Linked DNA regions of Mus musculus: region 1 is linked to region 2. Evidence: chromatin contacts called from public promoter capture Hi-C data. All regions are on one chromosome and are shown on one strand. Each heading gives the region's core, a stretch centred on a gene start, on an enhancer-like site or on the middle of the called end of the contact. The rest is flanking DNA. Distances are from core to core; before and after follow the strand shown. Region 1 has its middle 28 kb from the start of Gm10789. Region 2 has its middle 21 kb from the start of Tiam1.

What was found. Capture Hi-C pulls out chosen DNA fragments and counts their contacts.
Region 1: a contact with region 2 is called in a promoter capture Hi-C map of adipose tissue. The contact joins two enhancer-like sites. A contact is called at or near these places in 1 of 15 datasets of contacts at CTCF or cohesin (the NIH/3T3 cell line), 1 of 484 Hi-C or Micro-C datasets (spermatogonial stem cells), 1 of 115 datasets of contacts at active chromatin or transcription factors (embryonic hindbrain) and 5 of 9 other capture datasets (adipose tissue, embryonic stem cells, liver and 2 more).

What each region holds. Positions count from the first base shown.
Region 1 is chr16:90,111,514-90,116,526 of GRCm38.p6, reverse strand. It overlaps a transcript of Tiam1 not described here. Among named protein-coding and RNA genes, the nearest start is that of Gm10789, 28 kb to the left of the region's middle. Within about 2 kb of position 3,571, at least 35 of the 459 cell types and tissues checked have an H3K27ac peak or open chromatin away from gene starts, as enhancers often do. A contact at or near this core is called in adipose tissue, where this site is marked.
Region 2 is chr16:89,979,140-89,984,288 of GRCm38.p6, reverse strand. It overlaps a transcript of Tiam1 not described here. Among named protein-coding and RNA genes, the nearest start is that of Tiam1, 21 kb to the right of the region's middle. Within about 2 kb of position 3,643, at least 18 of the 459 cell types and tissues checked have an H3K27ac peak or open chromatin away from gene starts, as enhancers often do. A contact at or near this core is called in adipose tissue, where this site is marked.

The DNA.
Region 1 (5,013 bases), core at 2,322-4,821, 130 kb before region 2:
GTGCTTTTCTTTCTCTGTTTATAGTATTTGTGATCAAATCCAGGGTTTTGTACACCTAGGTAGGCTTAGAACTATGCCCCCAGCTTTTGAGAATGGAAATTCAGATTTAAAAGAGGAAACGAAAAATAAAGACTCACCCATAACCCCATGATTCTTTGTGCATGCCCCCTCCCCGTGTGTGTGTTTGTGTTTGTGTTTGTGTGTGTGTGTGTGAGAGAGAGAGAGAGAGAGAGAGAGAGAGAGAGAATTAACTCCCGAGTCCTGTCTTAGCTAAGTGCTCTACCTCTGAGCCACCCCTAGCCACAGCATTGTTTAGTTACCTGTTGCTCTCTTTCAGAATTTTTATTGTGGTTAGCATGTCTGAGATACAGTGTTTCGTTGTAACCACTTTTCACGGCTGGTTCCCTGCCCCTCAGTACATGTACAAAGTAGCCATCTCCACCCTCATCTCGAGAACTTTTGTTCTTTCCAAGTGGAAGCTTGAGGTCGGTTCAGCATTAAGTCTCCAGTCCTCCCCGCTGTATGCAGCCCCCGGAAACCATCTTCCTCTCTGTCTCAGGCTTGCATGTCCAGGTCTCACATAGCTAGAGTTATACAACCTTTGCCCTTTGCTTCTGGCTCATTTTACTTGGCAACAGTATCTTCAGGTTTCGCCCATGCTGTGTCAGAATTTCCTTCCATCCTGAGGCTGAGCAGCCTTCCATTCTGTGGCTCCTTTCCTTCTCCCGCTATCTTTAAATGGACACCTGGTTGCTTCCATCCTTTAAAAAAAAAAAAAAAAAAAAGAGGGGCTGGTGAGATGGCTCAGTGGTTAAGAGCATCGACTGCTCTTCCAAAGGTCCTGAGTTCAAATCCCAGCAACCACATGGTGGCTCACAACCATCCGTAATGAGATCTGATGCCCTCTTCTGGAGTGTCTGAAGACAGCAACAGTGTACTTAGATATAATAATAAATAAATCTTTAAAAAAAATTAAAAAAAAGATTTCTATTTTATTTTGTATTTTATTCTGTGTGAGAGAGTATGTGCACACAAATGTGGGTGCCTCCGGAAGCCAGAGCCCTTGGTTTCCTGGAGCTGGCGTTGCATGTGTGTGCTAGCTCTCCAGTGTGGGTGCTGGGAACCAAGTCCATGTCCTCTGCAAGAGCAATCCAGGCTCCTAACGCCTGAGGCATCTCTCCAGCCATCTTCCCATTGGTCAGCTTCTGTGAATAATGCTTCTATCATTCAGGTGCACAACAAGTGTCCTTTCAAGTCTTTCAGGTCTTAACCCAGATATGGGGTTGGTGGATTGCAGTGGGTTCTATATCGAATTTCTGGACACACCAAGTGCTGTTTCCAGGGGTTGTGCCACAAGGACTCCGATTTCTCCACAGCCTTCTCACGCATTCCACTCCTCAACTCCCGCCTCCACCCCCCCCTTGCTTTGATGATGACCATCTGAGTGGCTGTGCAATGATATCACATTGTGACTTGATTTGCATGTCCCTTGTGATCAGGGATAACAGGCTGAGTATCATTTCAAGTCTTTTGTGATTATTTCACAGGGTACTGTGTCCTTTTCATAGCTGTCACTGTGTCCTTACTCTCCTGAGTAGAATCACATCTCCACACGAGTATGTTCAATGGATGTTTCTTAATTCCCACCAATCATTATTAATTGGGTTGGTGTTAGAGTGAAATGCGGAGGTGGAGGTGTATTTCAGACTTCAATGGTGAGTGATGTATTCATTGAAAATCCCCACTACCCATAATCCTCCATGTCTGGTTTCTAGCAGAAGCTTGTCAAGAGTACCATGGGGACATGCACACCGTGCACACTCCTGGATTCTAAGCAGCAGTTCTGGGGTTACAGTGAAATGAGAGGTGTCTTCGGGAAGGCCAGCTACAACTTTTCTTTACATAGCTCCGTTGCTTGGTGCAGTGGTCGAGGACTTTGAAGCAGTTTAGAAGAGGCTTATCTTGTTTTATTTAGGAGATGTGGTGGAGAAGGCATGGTGGCAGGGAGAACTGGTGTGACTGCCCACACCTCAGCAAATCAAGGGCAGAGAAGTTGACTCGGAGCCACTAAATAGACCTCAAAGCCTGTTTCTTTAGTGGCCCACATCCTCCAGCCAGACTTCATCATGTCGAGACTCACAACCTCCCGAGGCAGTGGCACGAGGTGGAGACTGTGTCCGATCGAATGGACCTGAGATTTCTTACATTAAAGCCATAACAGCATCTATGCTGAGAGGATGGAGGGTACAGGACCGCTGTGGGTGACAGTGTGACTGTCAGCGAGCAGGTTGAGAGCTCGCTCTGCTCGCTGAATGTTAGAGCCGCGTCGTTGACATCACCTTACTTGTCTCCTGTGAGCCATGGTGGATGGGCTTACTTTGTGTCTTTTCTTGAAATGGGAACATTTATTTATTTCATCAGAATGGTGTTACTGGGGCAGTTGTTTTCTAGATTATTCCTGAAGGCCAACAAGCCACATGTCAGTCCACTGGAGCCAGAGAGGCATTTTTAGAAGGTGGCATGGATGTGGTCCATGCCTGGCTCTGTCCCATGCCCATAGCTTTGAGCATGTTGCTCTACCCAAGAGTCAGGCCCTCTTTGTTCACACATTGGTGATGATACTGGCTCTTGTAGATTGCTTTTGAGAAAAATAAAGGGAGTGATTAATGAGGGTGTTAGTTTCCTAAGCCACAATTTGGTGATCAAAAACAATGCTAACGTTCTTTCCCAGGTCTGAGGCCAGATGTCCAATGTTGATGCAAGGTGCTGGCAAAAGCTCGTGGGCTCTCCCAGGGTTTTAGGCGGGGATCCAGTCTTTGCTGCTCCCAGCTGCCTGTCATGAGCGGCAACATCTCTTTCCTTTTTGCATCTTAGAGTTTAAACTATCAAGAAAGGCAGATTGACAGGTGGCAGCCAGATTGCTTTCATTTACTAATCTTTATGTGAATACAAGCTCTTGGGAGGAAAAGGACGACTCGAAGAGGCAGTGAAGGCCGAAAGCTCAGGCTGTGTGCTGCGTTCTGTCCTCTTCAGTGCTGGGGATCGAGCCCAGACCTGGAGTGTGCTGGCACACACTCCACAGTAGGGCGGCATCCTGCAACTGCAAATGGGTGCGTTCTGAGAAGTGCATTGGAACTGTGGCCTCTGAGCACAGCATTGTACTCGTGGGACTCGGCAGAAGGCCTGGCTGAGGGGGAGCCTAGCACCTATTGCCTGATAGTGCTGTGTCATCTGCTGCTGCCTAGTTTATTTCCAGTGGGTCATGCTGTGTAGGTACTAATATGGTGTATTGTTCTTTTTTTTTTAAAAAAATGTATTTCTTTATTTTGTATGTGTGTCGGTGTATCAGAAGACAGCCCACGGGACTTGGTTCTTCTTTCCCATGTGTGGGTCCCAGGGATTGAACTCAGGGCGTCAGTGTTAGCAGCAAGTCCCTTTATCTGTTTAGCCATCTCACCAGCCAGTTCGTTGAGTTTCGAAAGGCTAAGATTTGAGATTAGTGGCTCCGATGATGAGGCAAGAGGTTAATCACACCGAGGGACTTGCCTTTGTTGGGCAATCCTAGGGAGTGGTTCAGCCCCACTGTCCCCATGGGACTGCAGACACACCAAATAGTGTTTCTCCCAGTACACAGCCGGCATTTTGGAAAGTCTTCAAATAATGGCCGTGAGTGGGAGCCTTGCTGTCATTTCTGTCAAGTGAATTGCTACACGGAAATTCTGGTCTCATTCTGCAGAATTCCTGGTTTTTTGTCTGGGGTGTGCTGGAGGTGGAGGGCTGGCGGCTGGTATACTTACTAATTTCACATGGCCCTTTCCAGTTCTGGAACAGACTCATTCGTTAAATCCCACAAGTGCATGTTTGCGGGGTACCTGGCTATGTTAGGGGCTTTCTCTGGAAAGGGACTAGGCAGTAAGTATTCAGTATATCTATTGAATTGTAACAAGAACTCTCCATCTGCTCAACACACTGGAGACCAAAGCTGGTGAATGAATATAGGGCTATTCAAAAGCCAGACCCGAGGAGACTATTCAGGCCGGGCGGTGGTGGCACACACCTTTAATCCCAGCACTCGGGAGGCAGAGGCAGGCAGATCTCTGAGTTCAAGGCCAGCCTGGTCTACAGAGTGAGTTCCAGGGCAGCCAGAGGTACACAGAGAAACCCAGTCTTGGGGGGAAAAAAAAATCTATTCAGGAGTTTTCAGGATGCAAAGATGTATTATTTGTTTAAAGAATTATTTATTTTTATTCATCGTGTGTTTGTCTGCTTGCTGTGTACGTGTGTGCCAAGGCGTGTGTGTGTGTGTGTGTGTGTGTGTGTGTGTTTGTCAGAGGACAGATTGTAGGAGTTCTTGGGATCTAACTCAAGTCCTTCTCGAGGAGAAGAAGTCTTAGAGAAAGAGGGAGGGAGCTACAGTGAGACAGAGCGTGAAGCCCACGCACCAGATGACATCATCCTCACCTCTGGCCCTCATAATGGACTTCCATCCCTTGCCTCTTTTTTTTTTTTTGGTTTTTGAGACAGCCCTGGCTGTCCTGGAACTCACTTTGTAGAACAGGCTGGCCTCGAACTCAGAAATTCGCCTGCCTCTGCCTCCCGAGTGCTGGGATTAAAGGCGTGCGCCACCATGCCCGGCTGATCCCTTGCCATTTTAACTTGAACCTAAGGAAAGGCTTCTCTTCCACAAGACAACGAGGAAAGGTATAAGGCAGAGGGAGGGGGAGCAGGAGTCATTCTTAAATGAACCCCAGTTCTACAGTGGGGATCAGTTATGAGTACTATCAGAACCCCTTCGGGGCAGTTTGGTGACGCACAGACGGCTGAGTTGCTAGCAGTCGGTCATTGCGTAGGTTTCGGTGGCTGTGACAGCGTCCAACAGCTTCCGTGTTGATGCTGAGATCCAGGGTCCGTGCTCTGAGCGGCCCTGTGCTTGGGGATCACGGTGGAGAGTAACGCATCCGAGAGTTTAGAGGGGGCTTCTCAGCTGGGCTCAGAGCCTGCATGGGATTCCTC
Region 2 (5,149 bases), core at 2,394-4,893:
AGTGCATTGTCTGTCACTGAGCTGTTTTAATGGAGTGGTGATGTTTGGACAGGGTTTTATGGCTACCGATGAAATGAAGACTTTATTTGGGGAGGAGGACCAGTAGTGGGAAATAATTTTCTCCAAGATAACTTCAGATTTTATTAAGCCTTCTTCAGGTGTGAAATGCACCACGTGTCCTGGTGGCTGTGTCCTGCGAGTGAACGATTGGCCTGATGGGTGAGGCGATGATCAATTCTGCAGTCGCCTGACCCAGACAGACCTTATTCCCATAAACAGTTATCTTTCATTTCCACCTACCTCAAGAAAACACATGAGCCTTGTCTTAGTCAGGGTTTCTATTCCTGCACAAACATCATGACCAAGAAGCACTTGGGGAGGAAAGGGTTTATTCGGCTTACCCTTCCACATTGCTGTTTATCACCAAAGGAAGTCAGGACTGGAACTCAAGCAGGAGCTGAAGCAGAGGCCATGGAGGGATGTTACTTACTGGTTTTCTTCTCCTGGCTTGCTCAGCTTGCTCTCTTATAGAACCAAGACTACCAGCCCAGGGATGGCACCACCCACAAGGGGCCCTCCCTGCTAGATCACTAACTGAGAAAATGCCCCACAGCTGGATCTCATGGAGTCACTTCCCCAACTGAAGCTCCTTTCTCTGATAACTCCAGCCTGTGTCAAGTTGACACATAAAACCAGCCAATACAGGCCTGAAGTTTATGAAGCTGTGTCTTCTGTCTTTATAGTTTGTGCGACAGACGATGACATTTGGCTTTGTTTATTTGTTTGCTTGTTTATTTATATTGTAAAGGCTCTCCATATGTAGCCTAGGCTGACTTCAAACTCTGATCTTTCTGTTTCCTTTCCTCAGAGGCTTAGATTAGCTCAGCAATGCTAAGGCCAGAACCAGCGTGCTCAGTTTGTTTCATAACAATATACGAGTGGACGCCCAGGTTATGAAGTTTGCTGTGTCTGGCTTGATTGCCCCAAAGGTTGTGAAAGGCTATGGGGATAAGATTCACTTGTCTCCTTTGTTGTTTGTTTTTATCGGTTTCATTTGGACCACCATGTTGTGCTCCACTGTGCTGCAGATGGCCCTATGGGTTAGCATGTGTTGGCCACTGCTAGCCACAGTGCAGAGCATCCTTAAGGACACGCGTGTCCTTGTACTTGGTGAATGCGTTTTGTGGTTCTGTCCTCATTCCTGGAATTGCAGATTTCTCTTCCTCAGTAAAGAGATTAACCCAGCTGCCCTCTGTGTCAGTGTTAGAGAGTGCCTTCCGACTTTATCCTTAGGGAGACCTTGGCATTATTCTCCACTTTGCTTATATTCTGCTAATAAGTGGATTTCCTGGTTTTAATTTTTTTTTCATAATTCACAATGTCATTTCCCAATTCTAATTTATTTGACTATCCTCATTTGTAAACTCCTTGTTCAAACCACCTGTCATCCTTTGATTTGAGAGCTGATCTTTTGGAATATTGACTTTGTATACTTTTGTTTATTGTCATGAGTTGATTAGGTAATTGTGTGTGTATGTGTTTGGGCAGATGTGCAGTGGGGCAGATGTGTGGGGGTTCGGTCTCTCCTTTTACCACATGGGCCCCGCAGATCAAGCTTAGGCTGTCCTGTCCTGCCTGGCAGCAGGAGCCCCTGGACTATCCAACTGTAGCTCTGGTCCTGTGGATAGTCCTATAAATCGTTCTTTATAACACTCTTTCAGAATTATGTTGTTTTCCCCCCTTATACGTTTCCTATTTATTTAAAAAACCCTCAGCCGGGCGTGGTGGTGCACACCTTTAATCCTAGCACTTGGGAGGCAGAGGCAGGCGGATTTCTGAGTTTGAGGCCAGCCTGGTCTACAAAGTGAGTTCCAGGACAGCCAGGGCTATACAGAGAAACCCTGTCTCAAAAAAACCAAAAAACCCTCTTCCTGTCACAACATTTATCATAGTTATATTAGATTACAAAATCTGTCTGCCTCTTTCTGTGTATATGTCTCTTTCTATATGTCTCTGTGTGTGTGTCTCTGTGCGTGTGTCTCTGTGTGTGTGTCTCTGTTCGTGTCTCTCTGTGTGTGTCTGTCTCTGTACTTTTATCTCTTACCAGAAAACACAAGGATTCAAGCATTTTAACTCTTTTTATCTTCTCCTGTTTTTTTGGTAATACGACACTGTTACAGATACCATTGTATCTTTTTCTTTATTTTTATTTATACCTGTAGCTGTAATTGATGTGGTCATACCTCAGCCTGTCTTGTTGTACTCCCGTCTGCTGAGGTGGCGTTCGGCTGGCCGGGAGGTTCATTTAGACCTTGGTTCATCGTCTCCTGCTGCTTCTTGCTCGTGTTGGGAACTTGGATTTTTAGCTAACCTCCTGTCTGGAGGGCATCGTGTAATTTTCCCCTCTGTCCCTGCCTTTTCTGACTCTGCTGTAACACTCAGAGCATTTGCGGCTGTATTCTATGAGGTTGTAGGACTTCGAGTCTGGCGGTTGCTGCATTTGGGACCATATCTAGCCTATTTCAGCCACCCACTTTTTTTTTCCCCACTCTGTGATAAACCTCTTTGTTCCATGTTCGCGGAGTTGGCCTCATGCTAGAAACCTATATGAACATAAACGTTGGCTCCTCCTACCGATGCCTCCTTACTGCTGGGGTTACAGGACCGTGCTGTCACCCTGTCCTTAGCTTCTCTCTCTCTCTCTTTCACCCCTCTCCCCACTTCTGTGCCTTATTCTATTTTATCAGTGATGTGAAAATGAGACATACTTTGTTCCCTCAACAAGTTTTTTTTTTTTTTTTTTTTGGTTTTGTTTTTTCAAGACAGGGTTTCTCTGTGTAGCCTTTGCTGTCCTGGAAATAACTCTGTAGACCAGGCTAGCCTTGAACTCAGAAATCCTCCTGCCTCTGCCTCCCAAGTACTGGGATTAAAGGCATGAGCCACTATTACCTGGCTTCAACAAGTCTTTTTATCTTTAGGCTCCATGACACGCCAGACACTGACATCAATCTAGGTTCTTGGTCATTGGAAATACAGAGATTCTCATCTCTGTAGATTGCTTCTAAACAATAAAAACCTGTTCGCTACTGATTAGTACCCACTGTTGGTTATTTCTTCATTTTATATTAATAACCGAATGACCTAGGCTATAAAGAGGTGGTGGGTGTTCCTGACAACGTGACAGAGTAGCTTCTCTGGGTGGATGGGCTATTCTGAGGGGAAGAGGAAGAAATTTGGGGACTGCTTGATGAAGACGTAAAGCAGGCAGGCATGTTTGAGAAAGAAAGTGTCCAGAAAGTTCAGTCGCATCAAGTGGGGCAAGTGTGGCTTCCTTGGCAAGAACAAGAATGGGAGGGACAGGAGACATAGGCAGAGAAGCAGTGATGGTGTCCAGCTCTACAGGGCCTGCTGAGGCTCTTACCCCTGAGCAGAGGAACCATGGATCCAACCCATGGTTTTAGAGATCCAAGTAGAGTGGGCTGCAGAGAGCAGAAAAGAAAGGGAGACAGCTCCCACCCCCACCCCCATGAAGAAGCTTTTGTATAATTCTGTAGAGAGCGTCCTGGCCAGGTTCTGCTGACTGCAAAGTACGGAGAAAAGAGATTCAGATTTGCTCCTTTCTTTGAAGAGGGTGCAATAGAATTTTCTGACTAATTTGATGTGGGTTGCGAAAGAGATGTGCAAACCGCTCCTCGCTGCAGTTCAGCCTGAGCCACTGGGAGGGTTGAGTTCCCCTTGCTGGGCTGGGAAGGTTGCCTGGAAGGAAGGATTAGCTCACACTTGGGTATCTGAACATGGTCTCATGCAGGGAGAGGCAGTGTCCCGACGCCTGTGGAGAGATACCAGGAAGTCTTGGTATTTGATAGTCATGAGGCAGGCTGGGATCTCCGAGGACAGTAAGATGGTGACATTTAGGAGGAAGATCGTTCTCAGGAGAATCAGCCTTTTAGAATGGGTGGGGAGAGGATGCATGCTTGGGCAGAGACATCACACTGTTCTATAGGGCCACCTGTCAGTGAGCTAAGAGCACCTGTCATAGTTGATCTCTGGATGCCTCTACCCCTCCTGATTCAGTCACCATGGGGTGCCCACTATTCATAGTCCTTCCCTGAGAGAGCAAGTCCTTCCCTGAAATAGGATCTGGGTCAGTGCGTATCCCATCCCGAAACACTGAGTGCAGACTGAAAAGGCAATCTTTGTCTTCTTGAGGCTCCAGAACTGTCCAATACGGAGAAGAGGAGTCAGCAGAAGCAACTGGCGGGATCGAAGGATCATGGCGGCTGGCAAGGGCAGAAATCATAGCATTGTAAGTGCATAAGGTTGCGTCAACCATGGCGAAGATGGAGAGGAAGAAGCATTAGGTTTGCCACTTTGTAGGTCGGAGAGGAACATGGCAGTGGACGGCAGTCTAGATGCCTTGGAGTCAAGAGAAAGGGAAAAGAATAGGGCCCAGTTGACAATGAGTGTGAGGTCTATTCCTGGTTGTCCACTTGACTGCTTCTGGAATGAAGTATAGTCTATAGATGGAGGGACGCCTGTGATCCAGAGCTTGAGGCATAGCAGCCAAGAAAAGCTTAGGCCCAGGCAAGGTTGTACACACCTTTAATCCCTGGAGGCAGAGGCAAGCAGATCTTTGGGTTCAAGGTCAGCCTGGGACAGAGCAAGTTCCAAATTCAGGCCTGGTGGTACACACCTTTAAGTTGGGCCGTATCTTCTGCTGGAGGCCTACATAAGGACAATGGAAAAAGGAAGCATTTCTTCCTTGTCTGGTTGCACTTATGTGCCAGCACATCTGTTGGAACCCACTTCTTCAGGATTCCAGTTTATACAGAAGATCGGCTGAAACACCTAGCCTTGTGGGACTGAGCAACTACTAGATTCTTGGACTTCCATTCATAGCTGCCCATTGTTGTGTTAACTGGACTGCAGCCTATAAGTCATTCCATTAATTCCCCTTAATCTATAGAGACATTCCATAAGTTCTGTGACTCTAGAGAACCCTGACTAACCCAACAAGCAACCCCAAGACTTTTTGGATGAGAAAGCAAGAACAGAGCGATTTGTGTATTTATAATTTGAGCACACTGAGAACGATGTGTGGAGTACTGATTGAGTCTGGGTGGGGTGGGAAGGAGTCTCAGTTGGTGAG